Regions from separate parts of the Mus musculus genome. Here regions 2, 3, 4, 5 and 6 are each linked to region 1. A link is a contact called in public Hi-C and targeted proximity ligation data. All regions are on one chromosome and are shown on one strand. The core of a region is the stretch at or near the end of the contact, and the rest is flanking DNA. Distances in the headings are between cores, read along the strand shown.

Evidence for each region. A called contact is a pair of places that touch in the nucleus more often than the background predicts.
Region 2: a contact with region 1 is called in a targeted proximity ligation map of bone marrow-derived macrophages, with 3 times the contacts expected there. A contact is called at or near these places in 1 of 484 Hi-C or Micro-C datasets (bone marrow-derived macrophages) and 4 of 130 datasets of targeted methods (bone marrow-derived macrophages, embryonic fibroblasts and pancreatic cancer cells).
Region 3: a contact with region 1 is called in a Hi-C map of muscle stem cells, with 2.6 times the contacts expected there. A contact is called at or near these places in 3 of 484 Hi-C or Micro-C datasets (bone marrow-derived macrophages, cortical neurons and muscle stem cells) and 2 of 130 datasets of targeted methods (astrocytes and embryonic fibroblasts).
Region 4: a targeted proximity ligation map of pancreatic cancer cells shows a contact between it and region 1. A contact is called at or near these places in 2 of 130 datasets of targeted methods (embryonic fibroblasts and pancreatic cancer cells) and 1 of 9 other capture datasets (embryonic stem cells).
Region 5: a Hi-C map of bone marrow-derived macrophages shows a contact between it and region 1, with 36 read pairs. A contact is called at or near these places in 8 of 484 Hi-C or Micro-C datasets (bone marrow-derived macrophages, liver, macrophages and 3 more) and 1 of 130 datasets of targeted methods (bone marrow-derived dendritic cells).
Region 6: a targeted proximity ligation map of bone marrow-derived dendritic cells shows a contact between it and region 1, with 4 times the contacts expected there. A contact is called at or near these places in 2 of 130 datasets of targeted methods (bone marrow-derived dendritic cells and fibro-adipogenic progenitors).

The regions. Positions count from the first base shown.
Region 1 is chr15:67,778,116-67,783,313 of GRCm38.p6, reverse strand. No RefSeq gene overlaps it. Among named protein-coding and RNA genes, the nearest start is that of Zfat, 480 kb to the left of the region's middle.
Region 2 is chr15:68,255,640-68,260,837 of GRCm38.p6, reverse strand. It overlaps Zfat (zinc finger and AT hook domain containing), which reads left to right and starts at 1,982. Exons shown (of 16, transcript NM_001145888.1): 1 at 1,982-2,170. The coding sequence starts at 2,152.
Region 3 is chr15:68,222,703-68,227,900 of GRCm38.p6, reverse strand. Zfat (zinc finger and AT hook domain containing) reads left to right here. Exons shown (of 16, transcript NM_001145888.1): 2 at 2,958-3,134. Among named protein-coding and RNA genes, the nearest start is that of Zfat, 34 kb to the left of the region's middle.
Region 4 is chr15:68,163,988-68,169,185 of GRCm38.p6, reverse strand. It overlaps Zfat (zinc finger and AT hook domain containing), which reads left to right. Exons shown (of 16, transcript NM_001145888.1): 9 at 322-471; 10 at 3,260-3,433. Among named protein-coding and RNA genes, the nearest start is that of Zfat, 92 kb to the left of the region's middle.
Region 5 is chr15:68,069,014-68,074,211 of GRCm38.p6, reverse strand. No RefSeq gene overlaps it. Among named protein-coding and RNA genes, the nearest start is that of Zfat, 190 kb to the left of the region's middle.
Region 6 is chr15:67,511,480-67,516,677 of GRCm38.p6, reverse strand. No RefSeq gene overlaps it. Among named protein-coding and RNA genes, the nearest start is that of 1700012I11Rik, 290 kb to the right of the region's middle.

The DNA of each region.
Region 1 (5,198 bases), core at 929-3,428:
CTTCCTCCCCCAGAAGCCATCAGATGTCTATCACTCCTCAGTCAGGGGTCTAGCTAGCATATTGACTGACTTGATCTTGTGCAGATCTTAAGCAGGAAACAAGAGTTGCTAAGTACTTGCCAAGTCAGAAGACAGAGTTTTGATTTGTGTTCCACAACTGAAGCTCTTAGACTCTTTTCCCTGTTTCTTGATAATCCCTGAGGTTGGTGATGGTATATATGTCCCATATGTGGCTGAGTACTCATTCCACTGACAGGTAATGTGTGAACAAAGAGAGAATTTAAATTCTCAAAATCTCAGTTGCCTTGCCTTAAAAGTGGCTGTAACCCATGTCTCCTAAAGGTGGTTATAGTAAATAATTCCTGAGAAGTGACTGTCACATGTCCTAGCACATTCAAGAAGTACTGGAGACAATGACAGTGGTGATATATATGAATTCATAAGCAGTAAGTGATCACCGTGCACTGGTCTGGACACTGAGACTATGCAGCAGCGAGAACGATACTTGTTATACAAACTCATGAGTTGCCAGGAAACAGAGATGTAGCAAAACAGCTGGGTAGATGCATTCATCAACCTTTATTGAGGGAACACCTGCCAGGCACCAATAAACTACTGTACAAATTGACGTAATTACAGCACCTTGTCCCTGATATCAGAGGCAGTAAAGTCTAGGGGAGGAGACAGGTACTAAATAAATCTCTGCAGGATATCCTGGGAGAATTTTCTGTCCACTGGCTGCACATGCCTGGAATGAATTCCTGGTGAGCTAACTTGAGGTAGAGATTAGGAATATTGTGATAATCCACTGAACAGTTCTTGGAGGGCTATCACCCCACACTGTAGACACCATGACAGATGGTCTAGCAATGGGACATGGGGTGTTTGAAAAAAGATATTCAGGAAGCTATGGGATAGGGAAGTCTGAATTCATCTGGATTTGAGAAAGTGGAATTGCCCCACAAAGCTTCTCAGAGGAAATGGCTTTGTAAAAAAAGAAGATAGTCTCCCAATAGATATGTTAAGGCAGAGTGAGCAAAAGTAACAGGGGTCCAGCTCAGTGGGAGGATCAAGGAGCATGGCTGAATAGCAAAGACTAGGGAGCCCTATAGGAGGGAGCCTCCATCACACAAGAGGTCAAGAAACAATCCTAGCCCACGCATGCATGGAATAGGAACCAGAGTCATTGTGCTTCCTCTGTGTGAAGATGAGGAGAGCAGTTGGTGGAAGTGCTGACTCTGACCTTAACCAAGCTGACTCTTAGGGAAGAGAAAACACCCCTAAGTCTAAAGACATAAGTCCATCAGTGTGTGTGTGTGTGTGTGTGTGTGTGTGTGTGTGTATGTGTGTACTTGCTAAAAGACAACCTCAGGTTTTCCTTCTCAGGAGCCATCTACTTTTCTTTTCCTTTTGAGATAGGGTCTTTCACTGGTAATGTAATCTATCCCCAAGCCCTAAATACATCATTTCCATAAGCAGAAGTTGCAGGAGATGGACTTATTGGTACCTTTGATGTGTCTTCAACTGTGAGTGACATTTTATCAAACAGAATCAAGAAGAGCAGCTCAAGAGAGCCTCAGCAACAGCCATAGAGAAGGAAGCATGAAGAAGCAAAGATAAGTACTCTCAGAGAGAATTGATTCCAGCTTTTATCTTTTTAAGTTCTGCACCTGTAGTCTAATCTCTTATACTTGAATACTTAAAAGAACATTAATCCACACATAAATGAAAGTAGATAATGGCTTAATATTTTTCATGTGTCAGATAATGAACGTTTAAAAAGTGCTTCTAACCCTCTATACATAAGAATCTGAGAAACTTAGCGAAGGAGAGGCTGGATTCATGCTCCTCTCTTCATTGCTAAAACAGATTTGTATTAGATCCCTTGGCGCTGGGGCTATAGGCATTGGTGAGATGTCCTAAATGAGTGCTGAGATCTGAACTCTGGTCCTTAGGATTGGGCAGCAAGCACTTTTAACCATGGGGCCATCTGTTCCACCCCCAAGGGAGCACTGTCTTTGAGAAAATGTTTAATTACTTTAGAGATTTGTAACAGGGATTTAGGGTGGAGTGGGGCACTTGGTGATTGATGTGTAGAGCTAGGAGTTTACAGTGCTATGAGGATAAGGCTACAAGTGTTAAGTCAGTGGCTGTCAAGGAAGTTACTCATTGTCTAGGATGTACAGAATTGCAACATAGCTGAGAAGGACTCAGCTAATGGAGTATGACTAATACTGAGAGCAAGACAGTGTTTCAGATCAGGAAAAGAACTCTTAAAATCATTCGTTTCAAATATCTAAATCTGGAACTGGGAAGCAGCTTAGTGGGTAAACTGCTCACCATGCAAACATGAGAAACTGACTCAGCACCACCAGAACCCACACAAAAGTCCTATTTGGTAGTAAATGTTTACAATGCCAGTGTTGCTAGGACAAAATGAGACACGGAGACAGGAGCTTATTAGGACAAACCCATAAGGCCACTGGGTTTTCCTATGAGGCTGTTATTTTCTAAGTCCTTGGGGCGGGTGGGGCTTCAAGGTTAAAGGTAGGTCTTGAACAGGACAAAGCCAAAGAGATTTGGATGGGACCATAATCTTTAACAAGCCTCCGTGTCCTTCAGTTAACAGGTGCTTCTGAAATATGTTTACTAGAAAAGGCTGTTGGATAATAGATGATTAAAAATAAAAGTCATCTGGCCATGTGATTGCTTTCTATGCACTCAAAATGTTGATACCCTAGCCAAGGTGGTCATGCCAAGACCTCTGAAGTCAATAAACATTAGGAAGATCTAATATGACTTTCAGAGTCATTGAAACACCCTGCTCCTGAACTGGGTTGGAGGTGGAGCCTTTGAAATCCATAAGCCTAAGGCTGCTGGGTGGTTTAGTCACATTACTGCTTAGGCGCTAACTCTATAATTGCATAGGAAAGAGGTCATCTACAGTGAGACCCCGGGGAGTAAACACAGCTAACTATGTTACCGGGATGGTTTTAATGTGTGCTCTGAGATGCAGGCACTCCTTGTGTAAACCAGGTAGGAGCTTGCAGGCTTCGTTCTCATTTCACTGTTTACAATTTGATGCATCTTAAGAGCCATTCCAAACATTTCCTGGAAAATACTTGGCCTTAGAGAACCAGTGTGACCCTTACTGGTGTAGTGTGGGAAAGCCTGGGGTGGCTTAGACTCCCACTGAACTGCTGTATCTTATGGCAAGGATCAACTTCTGACTTAGTGAATGTTGAGTTAGGAATAGAAATCTGGCATTTTTCACCTTTCAGAAAACTGCCTTCTGGGAAACAAAGGACTACAGTTAGAATTATATGTATCTTTTAAGATCTTGCTTAATATTGGATGTATTTTTTTAAGGATAGAATAAAAGTGATGATTTTTCTTTTTCTTTTTTTTTTAATTATTGAAGTGGTTCGTTAACCTTTCATGCATGTGTGTTTCATTCTGATTGCTCGTCCCCTACTCTCCCCTCCCTCCTCCCTGCTTCAACCCCAACACCTCCCTACAAGTCCCCTTTCCACATTCATTTTTGTTTTGTTTTGAGATATAGTGGACTTGTGGTGTGACCTTAGCTTTGGAAAGCTCTATTGGAACCATGTAGGCTCAGTGTGGATTATAGCACTAGTGGCAGTGGCTCTCCAGCTCCCAGAGTTTGTCATTACCCATTAACATAAGAAAGATACATAGAGAATTTGATGTCCAGAACCATACCAACACAAGAACCGGCAAGTGATTTACTGACTACAAACCTAAGACTCTCAGTGCTTATTGATTAACAGAGAGAGAGAGCCCCAGACTTGGATCACTCTCATATTATGGGATAAATGGGCCCTTTGGAAAGGGACGTTCTAAACCCAGTTCTGCCAGGAGTCACAGAGATGGACTCAGAGTAAATAAGCTCAGATTAAAGACTTTAACATACTCACGCGTGCACTGACAATGAGACCAGAAAAATCAAGATGTTTAGATTTCTCAGTCTACATATATGCATAAGTTAGAAATTAAGTATTGATTATATTTATGTTTATCTTTACTTTTTAAAAAGTAAAAATTAAATAATGACAAACATAAAGGAGACAGAATGAAGTTCTCTGTATGAAAAGCCATGTATATTTACAAAAGAACCAAGTAGAACTTCCAGAAGTGGCAAATATCACTGCAAATAAAAACCCAATGGACATATTAGATGTGCACAGAATTGAAAAATAATTAGGAAGCTGGAAGACTAAATAGAGCCCATTCATCCATAATACAGCATAGAAAAATACCAAACAGAGAACAGGAGATAATCAAAATAAAAATGAACCATCTAACTTAAGTCTGAGTACAGGTAGGGCTGGGGAGATTGGAAAAGATGCAAGAGAGACAGCAGCCATACATTGTTCAAGTTGGTAAATCACAGCAATGTTGACCAGAAAGCACAAGCAAATCTCAAGTGAGCACTTTGAACTTGATTTGTTGTGTATATACAGATTTGCTTTATAGAATGGGTAAACCTGAGACCAAGCAGGGAATATATATTCTTCAATAGTTTACTTGGAGTCAAACAAGTCTATTGGTCTATAACTGAGTAGCACAAGGAATGAATGGTGTACATACTCACTGTTCTATCTGATTTCAATATAATCAACTTAGAAATAAGTCCAACAAAATTACTTAGTCACTAAAATTGTGAGAATGTCAGCAGCACTAACATTTTTGCACTAAGGTCCTCACTGATGGATTATGAATAACTCTAAGTGTATGACGTATTTCTGTCACTGAGGCTCACTGTGTGGCTATGAAGGATCTGGAATTTGAGAGGGTTTCTCTTTCTTACCAGGTAATTTCTGCTCACTGCTATGTTAGTTAAGATGTTTATAGTGTGGCTGAAATAAATGTATTTGGATGTATATTAAACAGCTGTTCCTAGTAAATGCATTACCTTGGGTAAGCTAATTATATCCTCTGTACCAATTTTCTTATTCACAAAATGAGGACAATAATAATGCCTGACCACAGTATCATAAATCATATATTTAATAATATATGTTAAATTCTCATAATCATGTTTCTATCTTAGTCTACTTATTTTTGCTATAGTAAACATATACAAGACTGGGTAGTTTTTTAAAATTAGGTATTTTCTTATTTTACATTTCAAATGCTATCCCAAAAGTCTTCCATACCCTCGCCCCCACACTCCC
Region 2 (5,198 bases), core at 733-3,232, 480 kb before region 1:
CCTCTGCCTTCTAAGTGCACACTCATGTCCCCATCTGAAAGTGTGAGCCACACAAGAAGGTGAGGAAGCAACTGTGGTGTCTCCATTCACAAAACTGCCTTCCGTCCCTTTCCTTACTAATTTCCTCCTTCTTGGGACCAGCCTGGGAAAAGATATGCAATAAGTCTTTTTTGAAAAAATGAGTAGATTTAAGGAAGGAATAGTGGAGAAAAATCACAGCCACCCCTCACCCCCTCAAGACCACATCTACAGTCAGTTTTTTTTTTTTTCTTCTTCTTCTTCTTAAAAAAAATTTGGCTTTACTGTTTGGGAGCCATTGAGTTTTGAGATATATGTTAACTAGCTTCATTTCCAAAACTGATTTTGGCTACAACATTCAAGAGCAATCGACCCACCTGCTAATCAATCAATAGTATTTCAGTGCTGCTTTTTAAGAAAGGCAGCCCAGCACAAAACCAGTATTGTCAGCAACCAGCACAACTCACATGTCCTGACAGAAAATTAGTGTAAATATTTGGAGTTCTAAAAAGGAAATCACATCAATGCAGCATTCTGGTTAGTTCATTTTCAAATGAAAGATGTTACTGTTCCCCTGCCACGCAGCCCTCCCTGAGGCAGAAGTTAGTGGAGGTGAAGCAACAACTTCCTGATTCTCCTCACATTGTGTCTACCGGCATCTGGTGGGTTGTGGAAAGGTGGGGCCACACACTTCATGGACTGTCTATGTGATCTCAAAAAAGCTACACAACCTTCCTGAACACCTGTCCTTTGCTCACCTGCCCACTGAAATAAAGATGTTTTTAAATATGTACTAAACAGAAGAATGAAGAATTAGACCAGTCATCTTAAGGTTCACTGCCCAAAGGCACGTCAACGTTTCTGGTTTTTGTTTTTAAAAAAGTGAACAAAATGAATGAGCTCATTCAGTCGTTCAGTAGCATTACTATGAAATCTGTGATGGGTAGGCAAAGACTAAAAGACCCAGGGGCCTTTGTGACAGGACCCTCTCTCCGCTCGGCAAACTCAGTCCATGGCAGAAAGGGGTAGCAAACAGTTATGCGCAACTGAATGTGAAGAAGTAATAAACACATGACCTCGACCTGTGGGGGTAAGAGAGAGGAACCTAGAGCTGTCTGAGGAGCACTCCAAGCTAAACACTACAGAAGGACTATACTCAGCATTTCACCAGCACTGTAAAAACAAACCAGGGCTGCCCAGACGCCGGTCATTTCCGTCCTGCTTCTTTTAACATTTTTCTCTTGTTTCTGTATGTGTGGAGTACTTTTTTACAATGGCTAATTTAAAAACCTTTCTAAAAGATAGCTTTACCAGCACAAGTACGACTGTTATTATTATATATATACTTAATTGGCCAACTCTAAAACTCATTCCCAGTTTCGAATGCTAAAAAGCTGACCAAGATAGGTAGGGATAAGGGACTTCGATGTCGGTAGAAATATATTCTATCAAAGTTACGTGGAACAGACGCTTCCTGCAGCGTGCGGAGGGGGCTCTAAGCTCCTAACATAAAAAACGGAAAGGTGGTCACTGAGCTTCCAAAAAAAAAAAAAAAAAAAAAAAAAAAAAAGATGTGCGAGGCACTGTCACTTCCAACCCGGCTCGTCCCGGACCCTGGGAGAGCCTGCCTGGGCCAACTACACCTAGTCAACCCGACCGGCAACTTGGGAAACTGAGCCCCGGAAAAGCTAGTATGCAAAGGGGCGCACTAGCCTGCCCACTCGCAGCCGTCCCCGCACGGAAGAGGATTCAGGACATTCCGGGTCCTGACTCCCACGTCCCAGGATCACAGCGTCCCGCCCCGGGCGTGGCCCAAAACAGCGCGCAGAACGCCGGGACGAGAGGCCGGCACCTAGGGTAGCCGCGAGCATGCGCACTGTGCCTTGCGTGCCGAGGGCGGTTCCCCGCGACCGACGTCGCTACGTAGGCGTCGGATCCCCGGGGAGAGGAGGGCGAAGACTCCATCCGCCATGTTGGATGCCGCAGATTCGCCATAACCTCTCCGGCTCTTTCCCTAAAAAAATCAAAATAAAGAGCGAAGTTTCCTCAGGGTGTCCGACTTTCTCGCTCAGCCCGGGAGGGAGCCGGGAAGAGCCCGAGGCTTTTTTTTTCCTCCGCCGTGGGGGCGTTGCCATGGAGACGCGGACGGCAGGTGAGCGGGGATGGGGGTTGGGGCGCGGCGGGGTGGGGGTGGGGCGCGGCGCCGCGCGGGAAACCGCTCGTGGTGTGCAGTGGGGAGGCCGCGCGCAGACTCGGGCCGGCGGAGGGATCCACGGGCGGGCGGAGCGCCGACGTCGCAGCGTTCTGCGGCCCACGTTTGGAAGCTGGCTTGATCCTGCCGCAGGAAAGAAAAAAAAGGGAGGCGGTGGAGAGCAAGCGAGGGGAGCGCCCTGCGCGCCTGGGGAGCAGTTTCCAGGGCTGTGGGCGGTGCCAGGGCGCCCGCCAGCGGCCATCCGCGGGCGTCTGGCTGCATAGGTGTTCGAGTCCCGTTGCCTGCCGCTGTTTGTGTGAGCTTTGAGTTGGCTTCTTGCTTAGTCAACAGTTTCGTAAAGTAGATGACTTCCCCTTCCCAGTGATCAACCCCGTGTTCTTAGCCAGGACGTGCTTCAAGTCCAGCCTTCTCTAGTGACCTTCAGAGGGAGCGGCCAATGAGAGAGATGGGCTTTATCACGGGTGACCCTGTCCCATGCAAGTAGTCATTTGCCTTCTGTCTTTGGCCCAGTGCTGTAGGGCATTGTCCTCGTGCGCTTGAACGAAGTGGCTCCAGGCCACTTCCTCCAGGCAGCCCTCAGACTGTCTAGCCAGAAGCTGCTTTAGCTGGTCTCATTGGAAGGGTAGACTTTTCACTTAACCCCTGGTGACTCCCCTTAACCTTAAGCTTGTGACCTCTAGCCTGTGATTGACACCAATTTAGACTCTTGGACCCTGACTTCCGAGGGTCGCTGCCAGTGTCTCCTGGTTGTTCTTAGTTGGTCATTCACTGAAGAAGAGAAAAGTTGAGAGCCCAGATTCCTGACAGTGGAGCTTTAAAGAGATCGGACTTCTGGCTTGGAAAACAATGTGAACCATATGTTTGCTTGGCCTTTGTCACTGTCCCCTGGAATTCAGACAGGCTCTTAGTAGGGGTGACCTTCTATTGAATGACTGAGTGAAGGAGCTGCTGATCATTTGTACACGTCACTGTGGTTTCCTGCTGGAGCCTGGGTCCATCCATACAGGGGACAGAAAACTCACGTTCCTGGGGCTTACCTCCACTACTCTCCACCTTTAGCTTTGGAACCTATCACTTGATCTGTGAAATTAGTGTTGGTGCTACAGAGTGGCTATAGGTCAAAGGGACACACAACAAGCCCCAAACAGGTTATCTTTCTGTTTTCCAGCCATGACAAGTGAAGAAGGCTCATAGTTTGAACAAAATGTATTTCTGTCAGCTCGTTTCTGGGAAATTTCCCGTTTTGGTGTTGGAAAGGCGGCTTTGGGTGGTAAACAGGCTGGGTGGTCATTGCCCCAGTTCCAGCTCTGTTCTGTGTGTGTTCCAGCTCTGTTCTGTGTTGGTCTCTTTTTCATGGTATCTTTTGCTTTGGGTGCAAAGGTTTCTGCTTCTTTCTTTTCCCACCTTGTAGTGTACACAACAGCTTCTCAGCTATCGCTGTCTTGAAGGAGAATCTAGTGGCTGCTCAGAGCAGGCCTAGTCAGAGTTGGGTGATTACACTGTTTCTCCTCCTCTCATTTTCTTTTATAGATGTCTCATGCATGCTGCCCCTGAAAACCTCTCTATCAAGATGGGTCAGTTTAATAGAGGGGGATTTAGCCTAATGGTTTGTCCCTTGTCACCTGTTGGGGTTGTTAAGCTTTCAGCGTGTCAAACTTTCCAGGGGCAGGTACTCCCTTCAGAGGCAGTCTCTCACTGTTCACAGCTTTGCTGGAGAGAGCCGCTCCTGAGAGACTCTGAGAGCTCCTGAGAGCTCCTGAGGCAGGGGCTGTGACCCTTGTGCTTGAGGCCCATGTGTTGTGCCTCTACCTTGCTCACACTGGTGGCACTCCAGATGGTTTTCATAACAACACACTGTCACCATGCATTTGCTTTGGGAAGTGTGTGTGGATGGAAAGGTGGGGTGAAGTTTGGTTATAATTTTTTTTTTTTCCGAGACAGAATTTTCCAAGAAGCATCCCACATGATTATGATTTTTTTTTTTTTTTTTGTTCTGAAGGGGAAAAAAGTAACTTTGGAGTGGGGAATAGTGAACATTTTAAAACATATATTGTAGATTCAAAGTTGGCTTAAAAAACATAAAATATACATGGTGGCTTACAACCATCTATAATGGGATCCAGTGCCCTCTTCTGGTGTGTCTGAAGACAGCTACAGTGTACTCATGTAAATAAATAAACAATTAAAAAAACATAAAATATAAAAACAAATGAATTTGCTTCTGAAAAGACAATGCTTGGCACACCGATGTCAAACAGGGCCTTGAAGTTGAGTAGCAGAATTGTCTTTGTTCTTTTTAAAGTTTTGAAAATCGTAAGTTGATAGTTATACCTGTGCTTGTGGCACTCACAGCCCTGCAATTTATGAGCACAATGGGGAATAATTAGGTTAATCCAGTCTGGCACCTTTTTTTGTCATCATTTCTTGAGGTGAGAACATTTGAAATGTACTCTTTTAGTGGGTTTTTGAAGTGAAAAATACATTATTTATTCTGTTCACTATGCCATGCAGAATATCATACAGAACGTGAAAACATAGTTTTGCTAATAGAGGCTTGCCTCGTGCCCTGCCTCCCTTTCTCTCAGACCCCATTCTGTTCTCTCCATCTGTGAGGTCTGTTGCTTCAGCTCCACCTGCCTATCTACAAAGGCAGAGCCATTCTCTGTGCTCACATTGCACGCTCTCTTCATCCGCTCATGGACACTTAGGGTGCTTCTTCACCTGGGCTCTTATTACTTTTTTGATGAACATGGAAGTTCAGATGCCCCTCTGCCAACTGGTTTAGAATATTCTCCTTCCTTTAACTCTAGGTCAACTGGCATTGCAACGTATTGACCTCTGGAATCTGGTGCCTTTGTGTTCCAGCCTGTCTGGATAGAAACCAGATGAGTAGGTGGGGACCTTGCCTCAGAGGATAGTGGACAAAGCTGCAGGCCCTCTGGATAGGAAGGTGACATTGTCTCACCAT
Region 3 (5,198 bases), core at 1,336-3,835, 440 kb before region 1:
AGGTGAGGGAAGAAGCAGGCCGGGCATGGGTCTGTGGGGAAGGAGCTGCTCTGGCTGGATCTAGTGAAATAGCAGAAAGGTAAACTGAGAGAGACGTGTAGTTCCTACTTAACAGGACAGTGCAAGGGCCTAGAGGTCTGGGGTATTGGTGGGTGTGAGCCCAGCTCTGAGAGCTGACATGTAAGTCCCATGGGGCACTAGGCAGTGTGTGGTTTCCAGCTATCTGGCAAGGCAGAAGGCAGCTGAAACATAGCCTTGGAGCATGGTGGGATCTCCTGGTATTTGCTACCCAGGAAGGTATTGACTGACCTTCTCTGCCCTGACATCAGCTGCCGAGAGAGTACCTGAACTTCTCCAAGGTGCTTCATCCATTTAGGGATGGGAGTCTGGTTGAAAAGCCATGGTCTTTTGTATGGTACCAGTTACTCCATTTCAGTAGATATGTGAAAATGTCAACCAAAAGCCTTGTAATGGCTTTTGAGTCCTAAATATAATGATTTTATTTGTATCTATAATTCTTTTATCAGATTGAAATGTGAATTCTTTCTCCTCTTTATGTCTTCTTACCTAATATTGTGTTAGGAATAATTAGTTTTGTTATGAACAGTGACAATGTTTAGATAGGAATTAAGTGGCAGAGAGCAACATATTCTACCCGCTGCTGGATGAGGCCTCTCAGAGGACAGTTATGCTAGGCTCCTGTCTGCAAGCAAAGCAGAGTATCATTCATAGTCAGGGGTTAACTCTCTCTCATGGAGCGAGTCTCACGTTTGGCTAGCATTGGCCGGCCATTCCCTCAGTCTCTGCTCTGTCTTTATCCCTGGCAGGTCAAGTTTTGTGTTGAAGGTTTTGTGGATGGATTGGTGTCCCCCTCCCTTCATGTATCAAAAGATGGCCTAGTCGGCCATCACTGGAAAGAGAGGCCCATTGGACACGCAAACTTTATATGCCCCAGTACAGGGGAATGCCAGGGCTAAAAAATGGGAATGGGTGGGTAAGGATGTGGGGTGGGGGAGGGTATGGGGGACTTTTGGGATAGCATTCTAAATGTAATTGAGGAAAATATGCAATAATAAAAAATATTAAAAAAAAAAAGGCCTGCCTGGCTATGCAGGAGGTAGCCACCGCAGGCTCCATATCCCCCACTGCTAAGAGTCTCAGCTAGGGTCACCTCTATACCTTCTTAGGGGCCTCCCCTATCCCACACCAATTTCCCTTTTCTCTCACAGCGCCCCCCCCCTCCGCTTTCCCCATACCTAATCATCACTCCAGTTCCCCTCCCCCTCCCCACTCTGAGCCAGTTTCCTCTGTCTACTCCCAATGTCTGTTTGGTTTCCCCTTCTGAGTAACAGTCAAGCATCCTCCCTTTCGTCCTTCTTGTTACTTAGCTTGTTTGGGTCAGTGGAGTATAGCATGGGTATCCTGTACTTTATGGCTAATATCCACTTATAAGTGAGTAAATACCATGTGTGTCTTTCTGGATATGGGTTACCTCTCTCAGGATAATATTTTCTAGTTCTATCCATTTGCCTGCAAAATTTCATGATGTCTTTGTTTTTAATAGCTGAATAGTATTCCATTGTGAAAATGTACCACATTTTATTTATTCATTTTTTCAGTTGAGGGACATCTAGGTTGTTTCCAGTTTCTGGCTATTATGAATAAAGCTGAATAAATCCATGATAGTTTTATTATGAATAAAACTATGAACATCGTTGAGCAAGTGTCCTTGTGGGGTAGTGAAGCGTTTTTTGGGTACATGCCCAGGAGTGTTACAGCTGGATCTTGAGGTAGAACTATTCCCAGTTTTCTGAGAAACTACCAAATTGATTTCCAGGGTGTATGTACTAGTTTGTAATCCCCCCAGCCATGGAGGAGTGTTCTCCTTTCTTCACATCCTCACCAGCATGTACTGTCCCTTGAGTTTTTGATCTTAGCCATTATTACTGGTGTGAGGTGGAATCTCAGGGTTGTTTTGATTTGTATTTCCTTAATGACTGAGGGAAACAGATGCAGAGACTCACATCAAACATTAGGCTGAGCTCAGGGAGTTATGGACAAGATTGGGAAAGATAGAGGGAGATGGAGGGGTCAAAGACACCACAAGAGGACCTACAGAGCCACTAACCAAAGAACATGCACGGACTGGACACATATGTAGCAGATGTGCAGCTTGGTTTTCATGTGGGTCCCCTACCAGTTGGAGTAGGGGCTGTCCTTGACTCAGATGCTTGCCTGCCTTTGGATCCCTCTCCTCCTGCTGGGCTGCCTTGTCTGACCTCAGTGGAAGAGGATGCATTTAATGTGCCAGGGTAGATTGGTACCTAGGGAGGGAGCAATTGGGGAAGAGGGGTGGGAAGGTGAGACTAGGAGGAGAGGAAGAAGAGGGCTGTGATCAGGATATAAAGTTAATAAAAAAATAAATAAATGAATAAATGAATAAATGAATAAATAAATAAATAAATAAATAAATAAATAAATAAAAGCAGTGCATTCCTAGCTTTTGTGCCCCATTGGGTGCAGGAGCCAGCCATTCAGTTCAGTTGTTGTAAGGGTCTTAGTTTTCGGGAAGCATTGCCTTGGCCGAGCTTCCTTGCACCTGGTCTGAGAGAGTTTGGCTAGAATTCCATGTGACCCGCAGTGTGCCTCTCCCTTCATCTGAGAGCAGGATTTGGCTTGAGGTTAACTTCCATGTTAAACCACAGTTATGTTTCCATTGACTGTGCTTTTCTGGAGTTTGGCCTGCTGGGTGGGTCTCTGCAGCAGAAAGTTTTGAAATACGGAAAAAAGAATATTGTCATTATGCCCACCTGAGGTATCTGCAAAGGGAACAGTCTGCAGGAAGTGGACAATAAAATAGCCCCCGCCCCCCATCTCTCTCTTTCTCTGTTCTTTGTAGTAATCATTGTTTATGTGTCAGAGAAGTAACAATACTCCCTGTAATTTTTTTCTTACAGAAAACACAGCCATCTTCATGTGTAAATGCTGTAATCTTTTCTCACCAAATCAGTCAGAACTCGTGACCCACGTTTCTGAGAAGCATGGGGAAGAAGGGGTCAATGTGGATGACGTCATCATTCCCCTCCGGCCTCTGAACACTCCAGAAAACCCCAACCCAAGCAAGGGTGGAGATGGTAAGGACCACAGGCATGCTGGGCAGGGACTTATGATATAGGAACACTCTAAATTACTGTGAGGCCAGCTACCTGGCTCATGGACACAGCAGAAACTTAGAAAATCCACCTCAGAGCCAAATACTTGTCTGAATGTAGATCTTGTGGAAGTTCAGCTCTTTGAATTTCCTACCCAGTAGCTTCTGTAGGTGTTCCTCTAATACCTGGTCAGTGATATGTGTGTGTGTATGTGTGTATGTTTGTGTGTATATGTGTATGTATATATAGGCATGTGTATATGTATATTTGTCTATATGTATGTATGTGTATATATGTGTGTGTATTTATATGTGTTTATATATGTGTGTATGTTTGTATATATGTGTTTGTACATATGTATGTGTGTATGTATGTACGTATGTATGTTTGAAGCAGGTTCCAGTAGCATAAAGCAGGAGTCTGACCTTAGACAAGTGTGGAGTGGTTCAGCTTTAGCATCTATCAGCTGAGTTATTTAAAGCAAATGAAATTTATTTTCTAATCCTCACTTTACTTATCTGAGAAATGACGACAAATATTCAGATTAAGTCAGAGAGTGTGGCTTCCCTACCTCTGGTCCTGCACAGATGAGGATGAAGGTAGGTCTTGTACGCTATCAATAAATTACTCTCTGTAAGTTGGGAAACAGTGTCTCCAAACCCATATTTTAAACCTAAAGGAAGGTTGAGACTGTGACTCTTTCAGGTTCACAGTCAGTGGGCAAAGGGAGATACATCTGTCTGCAGCTGCTGTACCTCTGTTCCTGAATGATATCAGCTACAGCAGGCACCATGGATTAGAGAAGCCATCTAGGCACAGTAATTAGGTCCCCACAGACGAGAAGGAAAACATGTAGTGCAAAAGGGACAGCTGCAAGAGGGACAGCTGCAAACAAGACTTAGACAAATGCCCCCACAAACCCCTTTATGCATGATGAGGGGCAGCACCAGTCTGCCGAGCAGAAGCCCAGGCTGGGTGGCAAATGTCCCATTGAGGGGTTCATTAGCCACTCTCACCATACAGTTGCTCTTTCCTGGGAACGTTCAGAGTGGCATTCAAAACAGTCTGGCTTATTGATCATCTGTCGGACACTGTTAACAAGGAGAGATTCCAGACGGAAAAATGTTTGGTTAATAAGTCCCTCTGGCCGAGGCCTGGGGTGCTGGAGAAATATGTCTGACAGATGATTAAGTTGTTGAGGAGCAAGAAGTATTGCTGTTCATGTTGCATGATGAGAAACTAAGAAACATAAGCCCCTGAAATGGGCGTAGGGGGAGGAGGGATTCCCTTGGGTCAGCATCCACATTGCCCAGTGCCTATGCTGCATCTACCCTCAGAGGCTTGGGACAGATCGTCCCCTCTCCCACAGAAAAGCGACTCAGTGGAAAGTTCTCCACAGTTACTTCTCAACCTGTAGGGACTGGTACTCAGATTTGAATAAAAAGGGGAGGAAAGCTTGCATAGACTGGAAGAGAAACTGCTTCTCCCAAGCCCTGGAAGTCTCAGTTCCCACCCTTTCCCTGCCTGACCCCATCGAGGAGCTACTAGGATGCAGACCATTCACAGAAGTGCTTTCCTGCTTAGAGAGGCATCCCAGCAGGACAGGTTCCAGTTAAGAAACACCTTGCCGGTTTGGGTTGAATAGGCATCAACTCAGGGAAGAGGGTTGTTTGTTCATCGAACTCACCCAGCAGATAGGAGTCAGTGGATTACCATGGCCAGCATGCGAGAGAAGCTTTTGCAAAGGTTTTAGTTCCTTTTCATCAGTGTTGCTTAAGATCTTCTTACTACAGTGAAACGGAGCATGAATCAAACAGAAAACAATTTTATAGTTTCGTTTCTTTTATAAGCAAGAACGGGAAAAATTATGCACTTACAGGGAGGACTGTGTGGGTGTGCTTGTGAGATGTATATTCTGAATTCTGCCATTTCCCTTCTTACCTAACGATGCCATTATACACACAAGACCAGGTCTCCTTCCTCATAGTATGATCTGTCTTTGGCTGTGGCCCTCCACAACTGGTCTCTGATTCCCAACTCCCCCCT
Region 4 (5,198 bases), core at 1,721-4,220, 390 kb before region 1:
CAGTCTGCAGTCTGTTTTCCACACTAGTGACTTCTGGGAGAAACTGAGTTACTTTTCCTATGAAAAGCCTGTGTTGATTTGTCTGGTCATTGCCTTGCAGTGTTTTCTCTGTTCTTCATACTAAAGGTTAACAGAGTCTTAGATCACGGCTTGATCAGATCCAAGTTTAGCTTTTTCAGTAAAAACACTGTCTCATGACACCAAGGAGGCACTTGATGGACATTTCTTAGGTATGCAGGTGCTCCACTGAAGTTTATTTACCTCACACCTGAAGAGCAAAGTGCCGCATCCCCTCTGATTACCACCCTGCTTTTCTGACAGAGGTCTCCATGAATACCATTTCTGAGGTTCTTGGGAGAAGAGTCCAGCTCAAAGGGCTAATTGGAAAGCGAGCCATGAAGTGTCCATATTGTGATTTCTATTTCATGAAGAATGGCTCAGACCTTCAGCGGCACATCTGGGCTCATGAGGGTGAGTTGTCTTTCCATCTGGAACATCTATTTAATTTTATTCTGTGTACATTATTTTGGGATTACATAAAGAGGAAGTTTGCCTTTGCATACCCTGCTGTTGTGATTTCTTTAGCATGTAGATATATGACTCTAGCCAATAGAGATCAGAGATTAAGACCATGACTTTAATTGCAGTTGCAGTTGTGGTTAATAGAGGTGTTTCCCATCTTCTAGCTCTGGATATAACTGTAGTGAATTAGACCACTGTCCTTTGCTTACGGGTTAACTAGTGTCCTGAGAACAGGAAAGCCCATATGTTCTCTGGGCAGTTGCAGTGCCCACTACTCTGCTCTGTATGTAACTAGCATTGAAGAACAATGGAACTATGAAGGATTGGCAGTAAAACGGGCTGCTGGAGGCTTGACATTTTGGCAGTGTGGAGCGTCACTGTTTATACTGTAGAGAGAGGATTGGAAAGTGGAAGGGTTGAGTAGAAAGGTCGCAGTCCAGAGAAGCATAGGGGCTGCTGTGCTCTGGGGGCTTGGCCAGGACTGGAAGTGTTGGACAGCTACTTGCAAAGATTCTGACAAGCTAGGAGTCAAGGGTCTTCTGTCATCGACCTCATTCCTTGCCGCTAGAGGAGAATGTTGCCCTCCTCAGAATGAGGAAGGTGCAAGTGGCAAAGTGCCCTGCTAGTCCTGCGTAATAGTTCCTTCCTGCTTGTCGGGAGCTTGACCACTATAGGCAGGACTGTAGGGTCAGAGGAAGATGGATGGCCAAGTATTTTGCATAACATACTATCAGTGGCAGGGCTCAGGGGAGGAGCTGATGGGCAGAGAGTCAGTGAAGAGAGGAGGCAGTGGACCTGAGGTGCAGTGCTGGAACTGAAAGGTGCTTTCTTGTGTGCCAGCACTTAGTAAGCACTGTGGGCCCAGTGTGTACTTTCGGCTTGCTCATGGTACGCTAGTTAGTGCATTCAGGGACTAGCAAGCCAGGTTAGTTTTACCAGTGAGGAACACGAGGCACAGAACGCTATGAAATGCTCGTGTTGTACAGCCAAAAAGTAGTGGGAACTGGGATTTGGACCCATGCTACATGATTCTAAAGCCCTGTTCTTTACATCTTTACTGACTCGCACTAAGAGAAAGCGATACCTCCCATGTGGAGGCAAGAAAGGAGGAGTTGACAGTGGTGACGAGATGAATACCTATATGTCATTTTCTGAGGGCACTGAAGGAAGTCATTGCTAGGAGTTTTCTCAGTAGAGAAGGAGGCAGAAGCCTTTGTGTGGAGATTGGTTTAGGATGGTGCTCAGGGGAGTCGTCTGGGAGTGGTCAGAGACAGACCACGAACCTGACGCTGATGCAAATCCAGGGAGATGGCAGCCTGAGGATTATAAATCTGTTCCCCTGGGGGATAATGCTTGCATGGCAGACAGAGGTCTGGAGTGGGAGAGCGTGGTTCAGTCTTTCCTTTCTTTGTATGTGACGCAGGATGGGACAAATATTCCATCTTCTGGTCACTTTTCCATGAAACACAATTATAAACTGCCTTGAGATTTGCTGCAGGCATCAGTGAGATGGTCTCCTACATTCCTCAGAAGAAGACCCTGTGTATGTCCAGGCTTAATGTATAGCCAACACTATGCATTCAAGGACACGGGGTGTCAGTATTCCATACCAGGCTTAATGTATAGCCAACACTATGCATTCACAGGACACGGGTGTCAGTATTCCACATTGAACTTCTGGAAGAAATCTCTCAATTTGAAAACCTTCTGAATTCTGAGAAAGGTTTAGGAAACGAAAGGCTGCAGTTTTAGGATGGAGTGTTCATGGCCTGCTCTTTTTCACTTGTCTATGAATTTCTTTATAATGATGGAACTGTAAAGGATAAAGAAAAGCCTACTTACCCACATTACATTATTCGCGAGTCTTTGGAGCTAATCACTGCAATTGCACTGTAAGTATTCTTTCTCCCAGCTCACTCCCAAAATAAAACATGGAAAAAGAGCAGCAGTAGGCAAATGCAAAAGATAAGCATGAAGACTAACAAGAAGGGGCAACATAAGATAAGTCTGGGGACTCTCCATAGTCATAGGTGTTGATCACACGTGAGGAACTTCATTCACACGGTGGGCAGGTGCTCAGAGAGTCTAACAGTTCAAAGAGGTCAAGAAATGCATTTGAGATGAACCACGACAGCAGTTCTCACACTGGCTGGGTGGGGGAAAGCAATACAAGTGGAGTAGGCACAATAGCTTGGGAATAGTTACATGTGAGTCATGCAGAATGTCCAGTGTTTTGTGCTTCTGTTTATGTTATGAATGGGAATATTCTTCCAGACTTGACCTGAGTGCCTGATCCTATTGATTTTTGCAAAGAATGACGTGGCCTATAATTTTATTTAGTTTAACTCAGTTGAGTTGGATTTAATGACTGCTTTGTAAGTTGGGCAGGGTGTCTGTCTTCAGGGAGTTACCAGACTGTAGGGAGAGCAGAGGTGATCAAATCACTGTGGTATGCAAGAGCATTTTGGCAGGAGGGAGCTGTAGGATTACAGAATGCTGATAGGCAGCTAGAACTGTCCTGAAGCCGAGGCTTGGGAACCCTGACTTCTGCGGTATTTCTGTAAGGCGGAACAAGATGAGGTCGGCCAGACATGAGGTGTGCGGACACGTTGGGAGTAAGCAAGTATACTGCTCTGTTCAGTTGGATGTTTTATATGGTGTGAACTGTTCTTTGGGATCCCCACCCATGTTTGCACAGACACGTGTAAATGTACAGCTATCCATTTCTCGTTGGTAGGTGTGAAGCCCTTCAAGTGTTCTCTGTGTGAATATGCAACTCGTAGCAAGAGCAACCTCAAAGCTCATATGAATCGTCACAGCACTGAGAAGACCCACCTCTGTGACATGTGTGGCAAGAAATTCAAATCCAAAGGGACACTGAAAAGTCATAAGCTCCTTCACACGTCTGATGGTGAGTTCCCAAGCTCCAGTGGCCTGTAAGTGCAAGGCTGGAAGCTGGCATGCCAAGGCCAGCAGAGACTGTCCGATCCCGGGTAACAGGAAAACACTAGACTTCACAGGATGTACAATCTGAAAGTGCACGTGGTCCTAGCCTGTCTTTCTTCTCACCAGGGCTAAGCACTGTCTCCCTTCAACATGCTCTGCATAAACCCCTGTGGGATACGTGAGCATGTGTCATAAGCAGGGAGAGGTAGACTGCTGGAGGAAGTAAGATGTTAATGTTTGGTTCTGGAAGTTTCTGTCCTCTTTAGCCTTCCATCTCACCTTGAGCCTGATTGTAAGGATAGCTGTGCTGGCACCTGGCCTGATGTTTTTAACATCAAAGCTACCTCAGGGTTTTTACTGATAGGGCTTAGCCTGAAATGTAATCAGTATGAATTCCTGTGGTTGTGAGCTGTGAAGGTGGGTTCTGGGCGCAACAAGGCCATAAGGATCAGTTCCTGTTTCTAGGTGGGATAACAAAGAGCAGGTATGTATTTGAAGGTAAGTGTCTGATTATGGAGAGCTCAGAAGCCTAAGGGTCAAGGCTCAGGCACAGAGCGTTCATAACACTTTCTGATATGGGCTTCACAGAGGAAAGACATTGAGAAACACAGGTAGCCAAACCATACTAGAAAAAGTTTTGATTTAATTAGAAACCTCAGTTGGTGGGAGGTACTTGTGACTGCTCCATGTTACAAGGTTAATAAAATTTCTTAATATATGGTTCTTGCAGCGTAATTAGACATAAGAATTAGGGCTTAGTGAACAGATTAATGTAAGTTCCATGCTGATTCCAATTCTGGAGCTTAGGAGATGATGTGTCTATCATATCTGGCCTCTGTTGGGTATCTGTCCTGGGAGTCAGCCCTGCTGGGTGTGTGCTAGCTGCTTCCTTGGCAAGAGTCAGACTGAGCTTGCGGCCCTTAGTGGGAAAGGCTGAATTCTTGGTTATGATTCCTCGGAACTACAGTCAGGGACTTGGGGGGTGTTGAACCAAGGCCACAGCCATGGCTATTGATCAGTACTTTCTTTAAAAAGAAAAACGCCATAATCAAGATGAAACCCATGCAGGGTTGGGTGTGCTCAGTGGTAGAGTACTTGCCTTGCCTGGATGAGACTTTAGGTTCAATCACTAAGCAGACAAAGAGATAAACTAAGTAATATAGGCCATCACCTAGGGATAACGAAAGCTTTTGTGTCGTGTAACTAGTTAGGACGGCTTCACTTTCTCAGACAGTGGCCTTGCTGATCTTGCATTCCCTGAGTCTTTTTGCAGGAGCTGTGTTCCTGCATGTATGTGGTAGCCTGTTTCTCCCTAAAGTCTGTACTCGTGAATGCCATCAAGCCCCAAAGCCACGGTCGTCTCAGTGTCTCCTGAGTTGTGGTAACATCATTCAAGGAGACTTTGAAAGGGTACAGTGATCTGAAGTTTGACTCTGAAGTCTGGGTCAAGGCCATGGAAAGCCATCTACTCAGACAGACCCTGGATAGCACCTTTGCACATGGAGGGACGGGATCATTAAGAGTGGTGTGGTTAAAAAGAGGAATATGGCCTTCCTGCAAGGGAATAGCCTGGCAAATATGGTGGAGTCTTTCCCAGCAAAGCTATTGAAATTCGTAGTTTCTCTTTATTTATTTTTCCCAGCATTTTGGGAAACATTGTTATTCTGAAAACTGTAGAGACAAGGCCTTAACATTTTCCTGGTCTCTTAGATGTGGTGCACAGTGATTCT
Region 5 (5,198 bases), core at 1,617-4,116, 290 kb before region 1:
CAGAAGCAACAGTAAGGAGTGTGGGAAGCTTTGCCGCTCAACAGACTCCCTTCCTCCATTGCCTGTTAACTGCCTGTGCCTCCTGTGTAGCCCAGTGCACCTGGTGACAGTTTCCCTGCCCATCCAGAAAGAATCTTCATGGCTACAATTTTGTTACAATTTCATAGGTGCAATCATAATTGCTCTGATTTCAAGAGGGCAGTTTCCACGTCATGCTTGAATACCATAGTAAAACACCATATACATACAAAGTAGATAACCACATACACAAAACCAATGCACTTCTCTCACAGGACACATACCACACTGTGCACATAGACCACACTGCACACAAAATGTATACATACATCCCATTTCATACCAAACACACACCACATACCCACATATTCCAGTCAGTGTGCCACCTGCACGGAAGCAAAGAATCCTGCCTGGTTTTTCTATAAACCCTGGCTTGTTAATTGGCTGTCTCACTGCAGGCCTGTTTATCATCTTTCTCCAGAGCTTGGGCACCAAATGAAGATAGATTCCAGGAAGCTTTGAAACGTTCCAAATGCAGAACCCTGAGATCTGCACACTTTGAAGATTGGAACACATTTTAATTCGCCCCGCAACGCTGGATTATGTTCTAATTATCCCTCATGAATGCTCGGTTCCCTGTGACTTCTGGGAGTGGCATGGCTTGGTGGGAGAGCTGTTGTTCCCACTGCCCAGTGTCCTGGCGTGGGATCTGTCGTCCATCTGAACTTGTCACCCCAGCAGCCCACGGCAAGGTCCTTTCTGCTGGAAATTTCTCAGAAAATACAGAAAAAAAAATATAAAGAAGGACACACAAAGTTCTCAAGAGTTCTATCCTTTGTATGTTGGGTGAGTTTATTTTCAATGTGTTTAAGTATAAACAGTCCCTGAGTCGGTTTACTTATCCATATGACGTTTTTTTTGAGTCACTTCTGCTCAAGATTCAACCCGGAGAAGGAAGAAGGAACAAACCAGAAGAGGAGGAGGAGAGGAACTGAGGGTTCTGCTGGAGAAGTTGAGGCTGCAGGCCGATTGTGGACAGGCCCTCCTACACAAGGCCAAGAGGAGATTAGAATTATTATTTTTTATGTGGGAAAGGAAGTGGTTAGGGGTTGAGCAGCCCTGCCATGGGTGTTCCTTCACTACTGCCAAGGCTCTGGAGCTGTGACCCCAGCCACTGAAGTGATTTGACATGGCTTTGTGTCCTGGCTGGGAAAGAAAATGTCAGTGCTGCTCACAAAGTCAAGGTGGGACCCTGTAGAGTGTCGTGCTTCAGGGCTGGCTGAGAGCTGCCCACAGCAAGCTCGGACAGAAAGGTTTAATATCCCTTTCCTCTTCACACTCTTCTTCAGGAAGAGTGAAATAGCATCTCATCTATGCCCAAGCTTGTCACCATCACAGGACCAAGCATTCTCCTTACTTCTTCAGTGGGAATGAGCCACAGGTGGTAAGCTGGGGTCCTAGGCTTCCAGAATATAAGAGGTGAATGTACCTCTGTCCAAGGGACAGTCCGTGGTCTCCAGCACTCCAGCCCTTCCCCAACCCTGCAGTACATCTTCACAGCTGCCAGCCAGGCCCAAGGCCAACATTCCCTTGCTATTTCCTTAGCTGGCAGGCTTTCCTGTTTTTGCCTTGTCCTTTGTGCGGACAATGGGGCCCGTGAAAGCCCAACTAGGTCAGATGGCTTCTCTACTCACCATTGTCCCATGGCTCCCCCTTCCTGAGGAGCACAGAATCCTGAAGTTGTCTTGTTCCTAGGGATGCTCTTTGACCACAGCTATCCCTGATTATCCTGTAGCAAAACGGCAATGCTGCCCACCCACCTCTGACTCTATCTCCATCAGCCTTCATCTCTGCCTTTATTTTTCACCTGTCTCTCTATAGCATGACTGGCCCCTGACCAGAATGTGTGGACCAAGAAGGTTCTGCTTTGCTCACTACTCAGCTGCATAGCAGCACAGCACCTAGAATACTGTTTCACATGTATCTGTTAGGTACATGGAGAAGAGATGAAGGCACTAACGTAATGTATGAGACCTGGTCTGATATGTGATGTCCACTGTATTCCCTGACTCCTCAAGACTTCATCAATAGCTCACCTGTCTTTCTACCCCATAGCCTGAGCTTTATAAGTTGTGTGCTACTCTGAGTTTTAAGTCCTGCCATGGAATGATCACAGAGAAAGAGAGGCTGCCCTTTGGCTGCATCACTGGACACTGGAGCCACAGACCAGGTCTCTGCAGTCTTCCCCATGGGGACCACATAACCACCACCATTCCAGAGTGCCCGTTTCAATTTGAGAAGAACACAACAGCGGCAGGGTATATGTCGTGTACCTCTTTTCAGCCAAAGGATGGGAAGTCTGCCCAGAGTTTACTGGGACAAATAGTCCTCAGAATGGGGATTGGAAAAATGGAATAATATGCATCCATTGTCCTCACCACACACTGCACTTCAGAGTGCACAGGCTTTGCTGAAAGCTAGCTTACGGAGAAGACAAGATTGCTGTGTGCAGTGCAGGAGGTAATCTCTCTGTATCCCAGGGGATGACTCCATCTGTCCTTCCTCCCCCGCGGCAGGGCCAGCCTGCGGAGACAATGGGAGGGAGGATAAATGGCCACATTGTAACTTATTTGATTTTGGATGGGTGGAAGGAAAGGCTTGATGTAGGGTGTCAGTGTCTGACATGAGCATGTCAGGCGCTGTGTGATGAGATAGGCAGGCACTTTTGGTTCCAGGCAGAGAGAAGGACAGGCGGGCACCCCTCCAAGGGGGTCACAGTAGGGACCAAGTGCTGGAAGCAGGGAGTGTGGGAGGATGCTGAACGGGGTCATTTAGTCACAACATGAATATTAATGAATGGCTATGAAACACACATGGAGCCCAGCCATGGAGTTCAGCACCATTCAGCTCCTGACTCTTCTTTGCACTGTGATAATAAAAGCTCCATTCGGCTGAGGATGGGGAGAACACCAAGATGACTCGCATTTCCTCTTAATCATCTCCAGGGATAAAACATGAACTGCCCATGTTGTGTTCTTAGCTGCCAGAGGCACTCCAATGGGATGGGATAGCTTCCTTTCCAGTGGCATCATTTTTTTTTTTTGGTCTATGTCTCTTATGTCCAGTTATTCTCAATGCCTGAAGGACAATCTTTGCCCTTTTGCTCTGGTGTGCCTTACTCTTGCAGGTCCCTGGTACGTGAAGCTGCTTGGCATTAAAATTTTCCAGAGCTGGTGATATAGCCTTTACTCTCACTCTTTCTGTGCAAGGAATAATATTCACAACTCCGATCTCTTGATATAATGTGTTGTTGGTAAAATGGAAGGGAAAGAGAGAACAGGATGCCTTTTGTTTATTTCAAACACCCCCCACCCAGCCAAATCAACACAAAATGGAAGGAATAGTCTGTTCTGCTGATAAACATTATTGTAACTTCTCATGAGTATATAGGGACATCCTTGTGGATGGATAATCAGAAACTGAAGTTCCCATTTAAGGTTGGGTCTCATACATACCTGCCTTTCTTTCTTTGTCTTCAGTACATTGATACCTTCCTGATGCTCCAGTTCCCAGGCGGTTTAGCTTCTCTGACCTCCAGGTTCTCTCCACTTACAGCTCCATTTTCTTTATCTCTTCTTTTCAGAACCCCACCTTTATTGATAAAACTTTGCTGGATCAAATGGCTCCCCACCTAATAGAGCTTACCTTCCTAACAGGGGTGCTCCTTTCTCAGCTGCAGAGACTCTGTACCCAGAGGGAACCAAGTCTTAGACTCTGCGGGAGCTTAGCCCTAATTCTTACTTCGTGGCTTTTTTAGTGGAATCCAGGAGAGCACTTAGCTACTGAGATATCATCAGAGGCAGACAAATGAAACTAGAATTAGATATATTAGGGAGTGTGCCCATGATGACTTCTAAGCTCTCTACCCCATACCATACTTGTGTGAATGGCTTTGGGGTTCTGAGGTTGTCAGTTAACAGATTATCCTGCTTCTTGTGGCTCAGATTTATCTCTTTACAGTTTATTCTGCCCCTTCAATGTAGCACCTGTGATATTCAGACTTCTCTCCTTCTGCACTCCTTTCTCAGCAGCCTCCAGTGTGTGTCTTTATGACCAGTGATGGCGAGGCAGGTGGGGACCTGTGTAGAGTGCTGATAGCAGATACCTGTCCTAGTTTGATGAGGTTAGTGATATGGTTCAAGGCACTGAGCTCCTCTTGGAGAGGTAACTGTTGTGGATTGCCCTGGTGCAATTTGTATTTTATGCTAATTCTACTTCCTTAAGAGGGACTGCCCCATAAGGAGGGGACCACATACTCGGGTGATTTTATGTGAACCTTCTCCCCATTTAAACTGGTCCAATAAAGGCTAGAGCCTGTGGTTGGGCAGTGGAAGGGAAAGGTAAGGCTGGAGGTTTAAGAGAGGCAAGAGAGGAATGGAGAAGGGGAGATGAGGAGACAGAAGAGATGGAGGAAGAGGAGGTAGAAGAAAAATGGAGCAGAACCACGTGGTCTGGAGGAGCCACAAGTAGCCAGGGAGCTCATAGCTGGGGAATAAAGTAGTATAGTGGTGTATCTGCCCAATCTAGGCATGATGTTTATGAATATAGCTGAGTTGTGTGTTCTTTGCATGGGCTTATTGGAGTTGGAGATTTACCACAACAGGTGACCACTTGTCTCCTTGTTCTGAGCCTTTCCCATGACTCTTTAGATTTTTTCCAGTTCCCGTTATGAACCATGGCATTCATGGGGATGAGGAAGAGGACTCTGTTCTCTGACTCCTGCCTAGCTCCACATACACTCTGACATTCTTCCATAACTGCTGACCAGAGGGATGGGCTTCCCTGTGCCTCTTCCTCTACACTATACATTTCTTTTGGTCAGATTCTTTTCCCAGGATGCATGGAGAGCAGTCACATTTCCTAGGATCTGAGAACACAGGACTGAGTCCCAGGTGCTGTAACTACAGTGTAGCAAGAACATGAGTTCTGTAGCTGGCTACCCTGGGCTCAGGAAGTAACCTTCCACTCACCCATCCCTGGAAGGTCTCTGAAATGTCCCTTCCTTTCAGGCATATGGTCTTGACCATTGCATACTGGTTTGCTGCTCATGTCCACTCCTGTGAGCTTCCAGAAAATTTCAAGGTGGTTGTAAACATGAAGTGTCCATTAAAGGAAGACCT
Region 6 (5,198 bases), core at 1,163-3,662, 270 kb after region 1:
AGTATCAGAGGAATCTTATTATCCACAAGACCAGGAAGTCAAGGTATGATATTTGTATACATGCTTCATAATTGTGATTCTCGGTGAGCAGTGACAAGTGGCAGCTTCCCTTTGCCAAGCACTCCTGTTCTTCCTGTCTTTCACACTCTAGCTACCCTATGAGATTTCAATTCCATTAATAATAAGAGTCGATGATGACCAAAGTTTGCTTTTCTGAACTTCTTACTCCAAAAGGGAAGACAAAACATTTTGAGGTAAAAAGTCATAACCTGAATAATCCAAGGGGAACATGAAAAAAAATCCAAGTTTGACGATTTGATAAATATGGGGGGGGGAGCACAAATAGTTTCTTCAAACATCAAACCACATAAACAATAAATATCAGTAAAAATTTCAGAGCCTAATCCTAACAGAAGGAATTGTTTCTATCATGTGTAGCTTGAGAAGCATTGTATTAAAAATCATAAAAAGTCTAGGCAGCATCTGAAGTAAACCATGGATGACCGTAACACGCACTGGTCAGTTATCCATCTGTAGATGTACAACATTATGTTTCTATGATGATACAGGGTCCCCTTTATGCTCAGGTCAAAATACCCGATGCCATCTGGCTTGGAAGGATGGCTGTACTCATCTCAACATTACAGCATGAGAGTGAGATCCCTGGACTATAAAAAAAATAAAAACTGAAAACAAAAACACATCACTTATTATGTAGTTAAAATATAAGAATGCATGGAAGAAACTCCATGCTTACCTGCGATTTCATTTAACTTAGTTGATAGCTTTGCAGTGATTCCTATGAATGCACATAGACTGCTTGTTCTCTTGATTAAGAAGGTCCATGCCTGACTCTCTCATATTCCTCCTCAGTGACTAACACAAAACCCAAAATATAGCTCTGGCTAAACACATAAACCTCTAGACGAATAAAACTAAAAAGGAAGGTCATGTGTACGTAGCATGTTCACGTTTCCATTTTGAAAGCCGATACTTTGACAGTTTATCAAGCTTAGCCCTTCAAGAACAGAACTGTGTCTTTTTGAAGAATTGAACCACACCAGCCAAGAACAGCTGCTGCTGGTTCTGAACACTGGAAGCATAATGACTTTGAAGGGGTTGTCTTTCTTCCACTTAATGACCCTAAACATTCAAGAAATTGGAATTGGCAGGGTCTATAGGGCTATTGTTCTTTAACGTACTGGGGCTTCCAAATGGTGGCTTTATGCTGCCAGCTAGTATAATATTAAAGATTAATAGGCAATAAAACAGAGACAGGTGGCCAACCATAAGTTGTCATGAACAGCACATGGGAAACAATTCCCAGTTTATGTTGCTGGATAAGACAGTGATTGGCCATAATGGCCCCTTGGTTTCCCAGACCGGCTTTCTCAGAGAGCCAAAGGTACTTGAGCATAGGCTTCTGATCTTACTAACAAGCGTCAGTCATGACACATTGATGATAAGAAAAGTCCCTTGTAAACCCCTCTGTAGAGAGCTTAGCATATCAGTCCCCCACTGTGTATGACCAATGGTATTTGAATGAGCCCGTTCATCTAACAAATTGAGCAACTGTCAAGTTGGACACTGTACATATGCATAGCTAATGTTACAGTGTTGTGGAAGATTTTTTTTTTGCAGCTGACACAGTATGTGTTGTTGTTTGTTTGTTTGTTTGTTTGTTTGTTTGTTTTTCAAAGAAACGATGTTATCTCCTAGTGGATGACAAGCATCCTCCTCCAGTAGAGCCCAGGAATCCTTTCCCAGTCAGTCCAGGCATCTCTCCAAGTGGATCTCAAACATACCTTCGCAACAGAGCCGTTGTATCTCCTCCCAGTGGAGCCAGATATCTCTCCTAGTGGAACTCCGGCATCTTCACCCAGTAGAGTCTAGGCATATATTTCAGGGACCCTCAGGCATCACCTCCCAATGCAACCTAGGCATTTTCCCCAGTGGAGCCCAGACATTTTCCCCTAGTGGATCTCCATCCTGAGCCCAAACATCTTCTCTCTGTGGAGCCCAGGTGTTCCTAGCATCTTGCTGATCTGACATTTAGTTGGCCTCATGTAAGATTCAAGCAGGCCTATCACATTGGAGAGGAAAAGGTGTTCTGAAAGGATACACATGGGGGGGAATCTTGTGCCTACTTACCCTGGATGTGTGAAAGAGAATACCAATTTTTATTTTGCCCTCGGTTTCCATGATCATCTTTAAATGTAAGAGCAATTTGATTTGATTTGCATAATTGTGGAGAATATTTGGAATGGTGTAGGGAAAGTGCTTAAGTGTAGAGCTGGCATTTAATAAATATTTAATTCTTACTTGTTTAAAGTGCAGGGTCATGTGCTCTCCCTGTTCCTTTTAGCTTGGGGCAGAATTTCTGCTGAGAAGAAATAAGGAAGCAGGGGGAGGGAAAGTCAGCATCGTTAAGTCATGTGAGTCATTTTTAGTAGCAGAAACTGAAAAATGGGAAACCTAGAAGTTGTCAACAAGAATCTGAGAAAGTTGGGTTTAAGACATGTAAATGGGCATTTCTTATCAAAAGATTTCCATGATGTTCAAGGAATTCATGGCCTGTGGCTGTTTCTTACTTTGTGGAAAATCTAAGTCTTAGGCTTATGGGGCTGTTGACTCAACCACAGTATTATGGTTTAAATTTAAAATGCTCCTCACCCCAGTTCATGTTTTGGGTGCTTGGACTCCAGAGGGTGGCACTATTTGGGGAAAATCCTAGAAACCTTGGGAAGTGAGGCCTAGATGGAGAAAGTGGGTCACTGGGCAGCTTAGTCATGGCTGGTGATATAAGAGATGGTGAAAAATTGCTTGGTACACAATGGAGTTTTAGAAAAAAAGAATCTGCTAAACTGTGCCTTTAAGATGCTCAGTGGGTAAAGATGCTTGTGCACAGGCTTGGCAACCTGATTTTAGTGCCAGGATCCTACAAGATAGAAGCAGAGAACTTTCTCTCAAAAGTTGTATGGGATATAAATAAGCATAATTTTTTTAAAAAGTTGTCTGACTTTCATATGTGCATCTGCACACACATACACATACACAACACATACACACATACATCATGCCAAACACTGATGCACTAAACACAAATACACACTAACAGGTATATTCACCTGCATACACACACACTCAAACACACGAATACTTACATGCAAACACACGAATACTTACATGCACACACACACACATATACACATACTCACATGCACACTCACACACACATACATACACACACACATGCACATGCATACCCACACATGGACACACACTAATAATTTGAGAAATTTCCTAAACTTGGTTCATATTATTTGAAATGTACCTACTCTTCCAAGCTATTCTTTATTCTATCATTCTAGGGACCAAGAGTAAACACGTGGTCTGAATTTTTTCTACCAATGTCATGGGAAATTAACAATAAATCTTACTATTAAACAATTTATAATTTACCCCATACTGTTATGCTACGTTAATGCATTAGGGTAGACATAATGACCAATTTATTGGCATATTAAATGAAATAAATTTTTGAAAAGGAACTAGTAATTTTTTTAAAAGGTTGTGTATCTCAGAAATGACATGAAGAATAGAAGGGGTGAGATTTCAACAGTATTGGTGCCTTTCTGGACTGATATTTTAATAACATCTTCCAATGCCTTAATGCTTGAAAGAGTATTGCAGAAGTCACTTTGACACATCATCTAAGTTCCTTTGGGCTACAGCTCTCTTCAGATCTCAAATGTGTGGCCACTGAATCGTCTTCCTTTCAAAACGCCCATAAAAGTATGTGTAGTTTTACAATATGAGTCTGGTGTGGTCCACATGAAAAAAAAAATCCATTGGGCTCCCAAGTGCAGCTCTTAGTAGCAGCTTTAGTCAAAGGGAAATGTAGAAGACTCCATGGACCAGGGTAGTCTGACTGTGATGAGCACGGTCCTCAGGGCTGCATGTGCTCTTTCAAGGCATAATGATGTAAAATGGAATTGCAATTGTGCATGCCCTTCCAGATGCCTTAGTTGGCTTTTTGCATAAATTGGAATCTGCTGTTCACCCATTGAGCCCCTCCTCAAATATGACACCTTCTAGTTTTCATTAATCATCTCAAAAATTCATTTATTATTCCTGGTTGGCTCTGCATCTAGAGCTCAGAAATGATATCTATAATCATCAGGATTTGAGGACAGTGAGACAGACCAGTCTTTACAATCATTTCCATTCTTTTAGACATGGTCTACATCTCAAACCTGTCAAATCACATGAAGGCTGATAATGAAACAGGAGATGTGGATACCATTTAAACGGGCAGAACTTCCTGGAGATTAATATTCTAGCAATTTGGGGTTTGAGTTTTATATAGAAGTCACACTAGATGTAAAGAGTTTTTTCCAAGAAAAGTTTCAAAATTAATCAGTGCCTAATTCTAAATTTTTCTAAATTTTAAAATCAGAGGTGAAAAATGAAAGCTAATCTTAAGGTCATTTCTGTTGTCTCATATGCAAAGTGGGTAAGAATAAATCCCCCCACTCCTAAGATTGAGGATGGATAATAGATCTGACAACCTCTCTCATATCATATCTTGAACATGGAGGATGGAGAGAGAGAGACAAACAAAGGAAGATGAATGTATGAACAGTAGACAGACTGAGAGCTGCTTACTGATGGTGAAGGTCAAAGCTTTGCCCCTATGCCTGTCATTTATTCGCTCCTTAATACATGTTTATTAGTTAGTTTTTTAAAAGTTTTGTTTATTTATTCATTTATTTGTTTATTTTATGTACATGAGTACACTGTATCTGTTCAGATGGTTATGAGCCTTCATGTGGTTGTTGGGAATTGAATTTTTAGGACCTCTGCTCGCTCTGGTCAACCCGACTCGCTCTGGCCCAAAAATTTATTTATTATTATACATAAGTACACTGTAGCTGTCTTCAGACACACCAGAAGAGGGTGTCAGATCTCATTATGGGTGGTTGTGAGCCACCACGTGGTTGCTGGGATTTGAACTCAGGACCTTCAAAAGATCGATCAGTGTTATTACCTGTTGAGCCATCTCACCAGCCCACTTTGTTTGTTTTAATGCATGAGTCATCAGAATGCATCTTCTTTTGGGATTTTTGTGTGTGTGTTTTAATTTTTTAATTTTTCTGAACCTCAAACTTTATATCTTTGTGATCAATATCCATTTT